Linked DNA regions of Gossypium hirsutum: region 2 is linked to region 1. A link is a contact called in public Hi-C data. All regions are on one chromosome and are shown on one strand. The core of a region is the stretch at or near the end of the contact, and the rest is flanking DNA. Distances in the headings are between cores, read along the strand shown. Region 1 holds the start of LOC107893657 (40S ribosomal protein S12-2). Region 2 holds the start of LOC107901585 (reticulon-like protein B21).

The links. A called contact is a pair of places that touch in the nucleus more often than the background predicts.
Region 2: a contact with region 1 is called in a Hi-C map of hypocotyl, with 3 times the contacts expected there. The contact joins the promoter of LOC107901585 here to the promoter of LOC107893657 in region 1. A contact is called at or near these places in 14 of 34 Hi-C or Micro-C datasets (anther, hypocotyl, leaf and 2 more).

Annotation. Positions count from the first base shown.
Region 1 is chrA06:36,007,160-36,013,339 of Gossypium_hirsutum_v2.1, reverse strand. It overlaps LOC107893657 (40S ribosomal protein S12-2), which reads right to left and starts at 3,368. Exons shown (of 5, transcript XM_016818711.2): 1 at 3,261-3,368; 2 at 3,110-3,154; 3 at 2,551-2,839; 4 at 1,818-1,883; 5 at 1,297-1,631. The coding sequence starts at 3,117. The coding sequence ends at 1,578.
Region 2 is chrA06:36,318,958-36,325,137 of Gossypium_hirsutum_v2.1, reverse strand. It overlaps LOC107901585 (reticulon-like protein B21), which reads left to right and starts at 3,577. Exons shown (of 9, transcript XM_016827641.2): 1 at 3,577-4,701; 2 at 4,804-4,860; 3 at 4,946-5,048; 4 at 5,128-5,202; 5 at 5,284-5,428; 6 at 5,506-5,575. The coding sequence starts at 3,732.

The DNA of each region.
Region 1 (6,180 bases), core at 2,119-4,618:
AAAAAACTTGAAGAGAATTACTAGAAAGCTTAATTAATATTAAATTAACTAAATGGGAGATTGGACTTTTTTGTTAAATCTGGCTCTCATGTTCTTTTTCATGAAAAAGTAACCCAACTAGGTTGTAATCGAATATATCGAGTTGGAAGCTTAATTTCAAATTTTTAATACTTAAAGATTAATTCAAGCAGACTTTATTTGAATTCATTTGATTTGTTTATCTACATTACTTCAAATTTGAAATTCACAAAAATTATAATATACTCTTTGAAAATAAAATCATGGTATCAAAGTTAAATCCAAATCTTCATAATTAAAAAATCCGTCAAATAATTTTTTTACGAAATATTTGCATTTAAACTAAGGAGTTTGATACTCATTCTAATTTTTTAAAAATAAAATAGTAAATAACACAAGTATATAGATAACTACTTATCACTTAAAGTAGATAATATTAAGTTGAATTTATTTTATTAAAATTTTGAAATAATTTATCATTAAAAAAATAGATAGTCGTATATAAAGCATTGTTATTAATCCAAGAAGACAGACTAAAACGTATTCTCCTCCTATTTATGAGTTAAAAAAGAACTATAGATAATTCTAAACATTGTGTCAAAAAAACAGATATAATCAAAACCTATAATGAAATTATTCAAAAAAATTTTAAGATATTCAGAATTTATTTCATACTTATTATATCAAAAAACCCATAGAAAAAAAATTGTATTTGGAAGAATTTATCTTTTCGCATTATGCTTGAGTTAATTAAACAAAAATATTTTTAGTTTTTCTGAATAATGATTTTTAATTCTCCAATCAACTTTCATAAACTTTTACCAACGAAATAGACAGTTGCATTTTTTTACAAATATAAAAATATGTTAAAAGTAATATAAAATAAGCTGCTGATGAATCAGAAAGAATCAAACAAAAATCATAGACTAGTTTTAAAAACAACGCTCGAGCTCGACTAAACCCGGTAAAATAGATGTCCTAACATATTATAATTTGATCGTCTTTAACAAATTATTTTTCCATTTTATGGTCCATAAATATTTGTTTTTCAGTTCATAAAAGCTAACCCTTTCAGAGTTTATGGCTGCTGCTTCCACCAATGTCATTTCCAGAGTTTGAACCTAAATTCTCTCCCTCCTATTGATTTGGCTACTTTTACTGCCCCACCATAGAAAAGCAATTTCAATAGTCAAGCATGAAACTAAGTCCATGAACCAATAACAATGTTATAACCGGACAGACAGTTTGGATCGAGCTTAGCTATGGGTCCTAGCCCCATTAACAACGCAAACTTGAACTGGTTTTTCATAAATAGAGGACAAAACATCTGATAAAATTGTTGGATTTCCAAATGGCTTGCTCCTACTAAACACATAATTTAGTAAAGGGAAAAAAAGCCTAGCATATTTAAGAAACACCGAGCAGTTCAGCATTGCAACAACTTCGGAAAAAGAAAAAAGAAATTCTCAGGCATATTAATCCACAGTTTACTATCAAAAATAAATAAATGGCCCAGAAAAATAGCTTTGATTTTACCAAAGAAACCATCTTCCGGTCACCTAGTCCTTGTGCTGCAGAACAACTTCGACGGCCTCATGTTGTTCACCATAATCCTGCAGAAGAAAGAACCATAGATCCCAACAATAATGAGTCAAGAACATGTACTCAAGTTTTCTAAATATTGCTTGGCAATAGAAATGATTTAAAACGGAAAATAAGGTTAGAAGAAAGAACGAATTTGATTAGACAAATATTTCTGTAAGCAAAACAAGATTGTACTCCCAGGTACATGCTCATACCTTCACAACTACGCAGGAACAACCAACTACCTTTCGTGCTTTACCCTCAGAGTCTATCTTACACAACTGCATGTACAGATGAACACAATTAGCATTTACCAGTTTTCAAGGGCACAAGGCACACTTTAGGAGCTACAACCCTTATACTACCTCGGGCACAAGGTGCCAAAAAGAGTGCTAGTCTGAGTGAAGTGCATTACATATGCATGTGTGTTTTTGTATATAAATATATACAAAACAGCAACTTTTTTTATTGCTCAATATGCATGATTTTCTTATGGTGCATGCCTATTGTCGAATATTCAAATATTGAGAAGTAGAAAATTTAGTACTGACCCTTTCTTACTAGTAAAGATATATCTATTGAAAATTTTGAACAATAAAGGAAATTTAAATGGACTTCAATCAGACAAGATTAAATTTTATGCCTACTGCCTTGCAAAAAAGCACACCTAGGCACATTGGGCAGGTGCCTAATCAAATGGCACTTGCCAAAAAGGACCTAAGAAGCTATTGTTTTCTAGTGCTAAGGCACAAGATGCAATCGTGCCTTGACAATACCGGCATTTACAGAAATAGTAGTCCCTTTCAATTTGACTTTCTAACTTAATGTCTCCCAAAACTAATAACTACTCAACATATCATGAACAAGCAGTATCAGTACAGCACCCTCAGCATGTTCTGATCACAAGGAAATAAATCAAACATAAACAAGCAACAAAATGCCACTTACACCAGCCCACTCGCCGAGTGTTTTTGCGCTCGGGGCACGTAGCACTTTAACATTATGATCAGCACAAAGTGCCTTGACCAGCTTAACATAGTCCGGCTGGTCGCAGTCATCAGCTATAACGCAAAGATGCGCATTGTGCTTTTCAATTGCCTTGGCAGCTTCATGCAAGCCCCGTGCGAGCCCACCGTGAGCTCGTGACTTCCTAACCACAAGGGGCAAGGCTGTGTTGATGTCCATTGGCTCACCGAGTGCAGGCGCCGCCTCGGGTTGGGCAACCGCAACTTCTTCCCTGCAAGAGCAAGCAGCACGAACACAACATAAATACATTAAAATAAAAATAAAAAGTTGTCCCTAATCATGATAAAACTTCCGAATAATAATAAAATCTGAAATAAAATAAACAATTCAAACAAACCCAAAGGGTATATAATGAGAATGCAAAGCAATTCGAATTTCATATGGAGAAATCAGAACAAACCCAACAAAAAGATTAAAATTTATGTGATAGTGTAATGAAAACGGCCTTGAAACCTTTAAAAAGGGATAAATTGTTGCTTACCCTGACATATTTTTGAGCTGAAGTTGGAACCGGAGGTACTGTTTCCTGGTAAAAGAAGAAGAAAAAGACAGCGTTAATGGAACCGGATCTTTTGGCTAATCTAAAAACAGCGAAAGCTAAAGAACAGAAATATGTAGAGCGGCGAACCCACGAGAGATAATTTGCAGCAGCTGGGTGGCGAAGGAATGGGGAAGGGTTTGGCAATATTAGAGAAGGGATTCTTATAAACGAAGCCCTATTTCTTTCAATCTTTTAATTGGGTCCTTTGGGCTCCCCTCTTTCAATTGGGCTTTGCAAAGGTCAAATTTTGTTATTAGTCCATGTATTATGTGTAAGATATAAATTTGATTATTATACTTTTTAAATTAGTCAAATTTAGTCACTATATTTTTTAATTTTAAAATTTTAATCATAATCCAAATAGTATCAGTTATATCCTTTTGATTAATTTTTACTATTAATCATGCATCTGTAAGTAGTTGATTTAGTATTTGTACTTTTAAATTGTTAATTTTAGTCTTTGTATTTTTTTGAATTTTAAAATTTCAATCTTGATTCATATGCTAACATTTAAATTCCTTTGGTTAAATTCTTCTACTAATGCATGAAGTTTGTAGGTTTAGTCCATTTTCTCCAATATTGTTCATTTTTAGTCCTCATACATTTTAAAATTTAAAATTTCAATCTTAACATAAAACAATAATCATTAAATCTACCAATTAAATTTTTTTTATGAGTAATATGTAGAAATAACAAGTTTAAATGACATGACACATGTGATAATATTTGTTGAGGCAAGTATACTTGAAGTGGCTTGTGCAATGTTAATGAAAGTGATCATTGAGCTAACACTGCGACAGACTTTATAACTTTCCATGTTTGAAGTTGGCAATTTTTGAAACAAAAATTTTGAATGTGAATCATGCTAATATTGCAGAAATATGATAGTCCTTCTATGAAGATCAATCCATTTAAAGTAACATATCTTGAGGATTGGATCACATGAAGCAATTAAATTCCTTGAATTATGGAGGTCATATCGAGACTGCATTGAAGACTTATCTCAATCAATCCTACTTATTTTAGACTTCATTGTCATACGATATATATGTTATTTTACCTGTAGTTTTGTAAGGGAATTGATTGTATTAGATCTAGTATAATAGCTACTCTCAAACTCTTATATATTTGAAGAGATTTGTATAGTTCTTGTATTGAGAGTTAATAACACTTTATGTTCATTGAGGAACTTATTCTAGTGAGCGCATTAAGAGAGTAAAACAAATTAGTTACATGGTTTTGCAGTCTAAGTTTTCCCGTTTTCAGTGAAAAACTTAGAAGTGATTGATTTAGATTTTTAAGTACAAAAGAAAGGTTGTTATACAAGAGTGTGATAGAACTTAAACCACTTGTTGTATTTGGTTGCCAGATAGTGAATTTATTCATTGAGCTAGACTTCGTAAACAAAGGAAAATCGATTTGCATAAACAATTTATTCTACTTTTTGTTTTTGTTGTTCTTCTCGCAATGTCACCTTTGGTAGGCACTGCATCCATCACTTCAACACTATATTTGTCGTATAAGACCTTGGAAATAACAAGACTCAACATAATGATTTGATAACTTCATTTTGATTAGAATTAAAATTTCAAAAGTATAAAGATTAAAAAGAAATAAATTAAAATTATAATTTACAGATAATACAAGGACTTATGGTGTAGTTCACCCATAAAAAAATAGCACAAGCCATATCCATCTCTCTTAAAGTTAACCTTATATAAACATTGTTATTGTTCTCTCTCCTTTTGGTTGGCTTAGATTCTAAAGGCTTTAATGCTATGCATTGAACACAAAAATTTGTTTCTAAATTAATCTCAGCAACCTAATGCTATGGAAAACATGTCTGTCTAGATTTGTTTGTTGACATTAGAGGTTGGATTTTTCATGTGTATATTTATTATGGGTAATTGTTTGTTTTTCCTTGATTAAGTTGGTTTAAAATTTCAATGCATTTTCAGTAGTCCAATCATGGGAAAAGTATTTCATACTTCTCCCTGCCGACTCAGATTCTACGTTTCATCATAGAGATAATAAGTAAAAATTTAGGTTATTGCATTTCCGCTTTTGTGCTTTTCATTCACAAATCTATTATGTTTTATTTTTCAATCATGGTATTCTTATTTATACTCTATTACAGTTTATTTTTCATTTGCAATTTCTCCAAGATTAAAGATTTGGTTTTTAGTTTACTTGATATTGTTGTTATTGCTATTGCAACATGCAAAAGGAGGTGAACTTGAGTGTACTTAATCATTTATTATCCTTCAATTCAAGAGATAGAGGTTATGGCTATGTTAACTAGACTTGAGACGTGGGTGTCAAGTCTTAATACATCAAATATGAGATACTGTCCAAGTTTTGAACATGAGTATTTAATTTTTAGTGTGGATTTTAATAAAGAAAAATATTTGATATATTGTAAGAGTTTTTAGACTCCCCAAGCAGGGTTGGGGTGACTGCAGGTGTCTTATATGCTATAGTTAAATATTAAAAATTAAATATTTAGAAGTATTATTTTAATGATTTTAGTGTAGATTTTTAAAAATTCAAATTATTTTTAATAATTTTTAAAATATTATTCGATATTATATGCTTTTAATTTTTTATTTTTTATCACAATTTATTTTATAATATTTAAAATAATATATAATATTTAAATTTATTTTTATATATAAATAATTTAATAATATTTGTAAAAATACTTAAAACGCATATATATTTTCACAAATTCCCAATCCCTATCTCTCACCTAAACTTAAACTTGTATTACATACATACATACACGTTGAGGCAAAATGAGTTAAGAGTCGCTTAGTGGCACTCTGTAATGCCAACGGCAGACTTCCACTGAGGTGGTTAAAAATTTGTCTTATATGGTTTTAATTTACAATTTAATGAAGAAAATCATTGAACCTGGTTATGTGTTGTTATATTGAAGATACTTTGGTCCATCTATAGAAACCAACCCTTGACATTTGAAGATTGGACTGGATTCAAGTGAATCAATTAAG
Region 2 (6,180 bases), core at 2,328-4,827, 310 kb before region 1:
TGGGTTATGAAGTTTTTTTAAAGAAGTTTGGTTAGTAACTCCAAGCGGCGATTCAAAGATTGTAATAGTAAATTAGTACCCATCAACTAGTAGAGGAATATATTTTAAATCTTAGTTGATTAAATAATCAAAGATTGAAGAAGAAAGCTATTTAGATTTTAGTTCGTAGATTTATGTCGTTTAAAGTTGTTTTATAAAGAAAATTTGAACTGTTAAAGAGAAGAGGAAAGACAACTTTCACTTCACGTGGTATTGCATATAGAGAAGGTTATACACCAACAAATTTAACAATCTAGTAATGAAAATTTTTGAATAATTTAGTGATCATTTTGTAACTTTTTGAAATTAATGGACCAAAATGTTAAGTGACTAATAGTTGAGTAATCTTAAGTGTAGTTTACCTTTTCATTTTAAAGCAATTTCATTTTGAGCTGAATCTATTAATTTTTATTTTTTTAATATTTTTCTGAATTGAATTTTCTGGGCTATAACTAAATTTCTTTAAAAAAAATTATGTTATATTAAAGTAAAAAAATGGTACATTGTAGTAGGACTGAAATGAGAATTTGACCAAAGTGAACATGTGTAGAATAAATTGGTAGCGTGACTTTGGAGGCGTGCGATGCGAGTCACGTGCCTTAAACGGAACAAAATTGGGGACTGCCTACTCTATACTTTATATTATTATTATTCTTTAATTTAAGTAAATTCCAAATGAATTTTGGTTGTTACAACCCTAAATCCACCACTTCTATAGATTTGCATCTTCGTCTCCCTCGCTTTTATTTCCATTTACTTATCAATTGAGAGCTTCCATATTTTGATTTTTTTATTATTATTTATTATATAAAAATTTAAAGATTTAATCTTTATATTTTAATTTAATAAATTTTGACCCGTTACTTTTATAACCGCTAACATTATTCATATTTTACCTAAAATAATTGATGTGAGACTTTTCTTAGAAATTACTTTGAAAAAAGTATTTTTAAGAAAAAGTTGAGGTTGACATTTTACCCATGCAATTAATACTGTTTAATATTTGAATTATTTAATGATATTATAAAAGTCAAAGAATTAAATTAAAGTATACTACTAAAATATAAATATCAAAATCTGTAAGTATATTTATGTTAGGGTTAATTTCATAAATCATCCCTAAACTACGAGTTGAATTCGAAATTTATTCTTGAACTTCAAAACATTTTAATTCAATCCTTAAACTACTATTACAAATATTTTCAAATATGTCTTATTCATGATGGTGGAAGGACTTAATTGGAATGATTTTTACTTTGAGGATCATTTGGTACGTTTTGAAAGTTTAGGGATCAATTTTAAAGTTGACCATATTTAAGGAACATATTATGCAATTAATCTTTATCTATATTATTTATTAAGTCTTTTATTGAGTTGGAGTTACCTATCAATTAGGCTCTAACTCAATTAGGGAATTATAAAAAAAAAAACTAATTCATTTGCTAAGTAAAATATATGATTATATGAGTATTTTTATCTTTTTACATTTTTATAACTCGATAAAAAATTATCGATGATGAGATTCAAGCCAAGAACACCATGCATGTAAAACATTTTCATTTGCCAATTATTTTAATGCAATTTTTTTTGTTTTTATATGAAACTTTAATAAATATATATTTTTTATATATTTGTGCATCTATACTATTTTTAAGTCTTTTATTAAGTTGGTGTCACCCATCAATTGGGTCCTAATTGAATCATGAAATTACCAAAAAACCAGTGTATTTGTAAAATAACATTGTTGTGTTAATTTCATGTGTGTTTTTTTTTTGTATAAATGTCGTTTTAAGTACTTGATTTCTATACAAATACACATGTGATAAAGTTTCTAATATTAATGATGTTGTTCATTGAGTTAGTGTTACAAATTAACTTGAGACTAACTCACGATCCATAACAATACAATGATAAACAATTGTATCCATTTAGTATTTTTAATTTGATGTGTTTTTGTATTTAAATTTTATTTTTACTCATAATTTAATATCATATATGTTTCATTTGTTACAACTAATTTCAAATTATACTTATTATTATTATTATTTATTGTATGCTCTAATTTTCATATATAATTACTTTTGAGAACTTGAAAAATAAGGTTGATTAATTAATCATGGCATTTGCACACAAATCCCCCATCTTTGTCCAAATCTTGAATCTAGCTCACTTTTGCAAAATAAATATTTTCATAGTTAAAATGATTTGGATGAATTGCTTTATAACAAAATATTATCCAAAGTTAATAAAATGAGTAGAAGGGTGTCGGTGACAATTATATGAAGGCACCATCTCTTGCCACGAGATGGTGTCACATGCTTGTTTAACAGAAAGGGGTAGGTGGGACCTTATTTCATAATTAAAAAAATAAAAATGCATGATTTAATTGCTGTTTTAGTCCTTCTTAATTTAATCTTCTAATACCTTGGTAACACATTTTGCTGCTCTTCTTCACTTCTTTACTTCTTAATACTATTGATAGAAACAATTTAAACTTACTAATACTATTATAAATATTTTAAATCTTAATTTATATATAAAATATTTCCTCGACATTATCTAAAATGTTGAATTATTGCAGTAGGAAATAGTACATCTCTTCCAACATATTATGTTCATATTGATTTTAACAAAATTCCAAAATGATATTTTGATCAAAATAATTTAACGCGATAATTATTTAGATGAATTAATTACATTATAAAAATAAAAGATTATATTAAAATTTAAAATTTAAAATTTAAATGTAGTAGGGAACCAAAACCATAATTTTGACATTTTTGGGATTTTGTTATTCATATGCACAAAATTTGATAATTGTTGCCTCAGATCCAAAGTAAGCCCTTTTTCAGTAAGGACAATGTGAAATTGCAGTGTTAACTCACAGTCTTACATATCCTTTTGAGAGAGAATACTTCTGCAAAAAGAAAAAGAAAGAAAAATCCGTAACACCATGTATGTAAAATCTTCTAATTCTCTTTACCCAAAATCCAACAATAATTAAAACCTCTAATTTTGTCTTTCAGTCCCTGTACTTTTTATACTTTTTATATTCAGTCCTTTGTTTTTTATTTCAATAATTTAACCTTTCTACTAGTCTAATTTAAGTCTCCAAATATAACGTTTTCTTCACTTTATTATTTAAACTTTTTTTTCTCATTTTAACATATAAACTATGATTTTTGTCTATTTTATTAAAAAGATTGTCCATAAAAAATGACACATGTTCCTTAAAAGAAAAAGAAAACGACAAATGCCACATTTTTATTGCACTAAAAATCAAGTCTAACTAATATCACTATCTCATTTCAACATGTGATATCAACTTAACTTTATTTTCTAAGTAAGAACTCTGAATATCAAAAGGCCACACATTAATAAAATTTAACAGAAATCTACTATTTATGTTATCAATTACAATTGTACAGGGATTTAATTTTAAAAGTCTTAAAAGTATAGGGGCTGAGAGCAAAATTAAACCCGAGTAAAAATGAAGGAAACCCAGTCCCCCCCCCTCCCTGGCAATTCACTCATATATACCTCTCTTTTTTCTGTCATTGTTTGATCCCACAAAGACCTCCATTTCTTCAATTTAAAGCTTCTTATCCAATAATTGTAACACCCATGTCCCAGTAGGAGTTGTTTCCCACAAAGGGTAAATAGAAAGTGAGATAAATAGGAGGGCAAAAGAGATGGATTCAAGTAATAGCAGAAGAACAGGAGGTAAAAGCAGTGTTGTTGCAGGCTCAGTGTGGGAAACCAGGATGAAAAGTGATGAATTCAAAGGTGGGATCAAGGTCTTCAATGAAGAAGAAAACGGCAATGGTGAGGGAAACAATGCTGGTGGTAATAAAAGGTTGAGCTTGAAGAAAGGGCAAACCTTTGGGGGTGTAGGTGTTAGTGGGAAGAGAAAGACATGGAAAAGTGAAAGCTTTGAAGGGTTGGAGAAGAACCCAATTAGGGTAGCTAAAGGAAAATCCATGGAGCATTGCAAAGACTTGAGCTTGTCTGTTGATGGGATTAAGAAGGTTCCCATTCAGGTCAAGAAAGGGATTAGGGATCTTAGTAAATCTGTTGATGGAATTGAGAGAACCCCAATTCATAGTAAGAAGCTAAGATCTGATGTTGCTAAAAAGGGTGTTGAGATGAGCAGCAAAGATGGCATTGAATCAGGCGAGGGAATAGAGGGGAATTCAGTGAAGGCCTCAGCTCAATCTTGTAATGAAAATGGAAATGATGATAAAGTTTTAGTTTTTGATGATGAAAAAATTGAAGGGAGTGACAAGGACTCAAATGAAAACTTGAAGTATGAATCTGAGTGGGAGGAGCATTGCAAAGAGTTTGGTGTGTGCCAAGAAATGGTCATTTCAAGCAATGGTGATGATGAAGAAGATGAAGAAATGGAGGATGTTGGGGATGAAAAGAAAAGCTTTGACATTAAGGAAATGAATGTACCAGAGGTGGAGAAGAAGCCTAACAAAGTTCCTAATGAAATGAAGCCCAATAAAGCTGTAAATGAAGTGAAAAAGTTGCAAGAAGATAACAAGCCTAGCACAGTTACTAATGGAGTGAAGAATACTAGTCAATTCCCTAACAAAGCTGCACCATTTTCTCCAACTCTTAACAAGCAGCCACCACCAGTTGTAAAGAATGCTACCCTTTGTAAGTTTTGTGTTCCCATTTGATGCTATATTGAGATAAGCAACTCTCTTTTAGTGCTAAATGAATGTTGCTAATGACCTTATTGCTTGGAATAAATTGCAGATGACGATTACCATTATCAAAGTTTCCCCCAAACTCAGAACCAATTGCACAATTTAGGTATATTTAACTGATTCCATTCCTTGGAAACAACATCAATGAATTCCATAGCTGCAACTTTATTAAACCCTTTTCATCTTTTCAGTTGATTTAGTAATGTGGAGGGATGTATCGAAATCGGCATTAATCTTCGGGGTCGGAACATTCATCATCATTTCATCATCTTACACACAAGACCTCGACATCAGGTCTCAGAATTGTCATCCTTTTTCCTTTCTAATCTTTTTTGAGTCCATCACTAAAACTCCTCGTTCAATGTTTCAACAGCTGCATTACAGTAACTTCCTATGCGGGACTTGTTTACCTTGCTGCTATATTCCTTTACAGATCAATCATCTGCAGGTAAACACATTGCATTAGATGCCATTAATGAACAAATAAAGACCTTCTCCCCCTCCCCCCTAACTTTCTATGATAATGCAGGGGAGTTGTGGATGTAGATGAATCAAGGTGTGTGGTTGGAGAAGAAGCAGCAATTTGGGTACTTAAATTGGTTCTTCCATATTTGAACGAGTTCTTATTAAAGCTGAGAGCACTTTTTTCTGGTGATCCTTATACTACAATGAAGGTAAATTTCCCATTGTTTTTTTTCAACCATTTGGTTTTGATTTTTAAAGAAAGTTGATCAATTGGGACCATTTGCAGTTGGCAGTGCTACTATTTGTTTTGGCCAGATGTGGCAGCTCCATAACTGTCTGGAAAATGGCCAAATTGGGTAAGTTTTTTTTTTTTTCCTCTTGGTTGAGATCATGAGTTTTAGGTCAAATTATATTTTGGTCCCTCTATTATACTCAAATTTGATATTTAATACTTATTAGCATAATTTCACATAATGCAATCTTCTACTTTTGCAAGAATTTGTCATATACACAACAATATGCGTGAAAAAAATATTTGACATAAATTTTTTATTTAAGAAAATAATAATATTTAAAATAATTATTTCTTAAAATAAATTGAAGGTAAATGCTAGATATTTAAAATAAATTATTTCTTAAAATAAAATTTAAAATTAAAACACTTAATTAATCCAGTTTATTTTTGAATTTTACAGATTTTTTTTTATTTTGTTTACTTACACCAACTGAATTGTTGACATCAACTCGGTCACACAAAGTATAATAGTATAAATATCGATAATTATAATGGTATATATTATTGAAATGGTTTTTTTGGGTATTGGAGTGAATGGTTTTTTTAAAAAAAAATCATTTCAATATTTTAATTGAAATAGTTAATTATTTTGACCGAGACATTATAAAAGTAAAAAATTATGTCAAATTAAAGTATAAAGATTAAATTTAAATTTTAAGTATAATA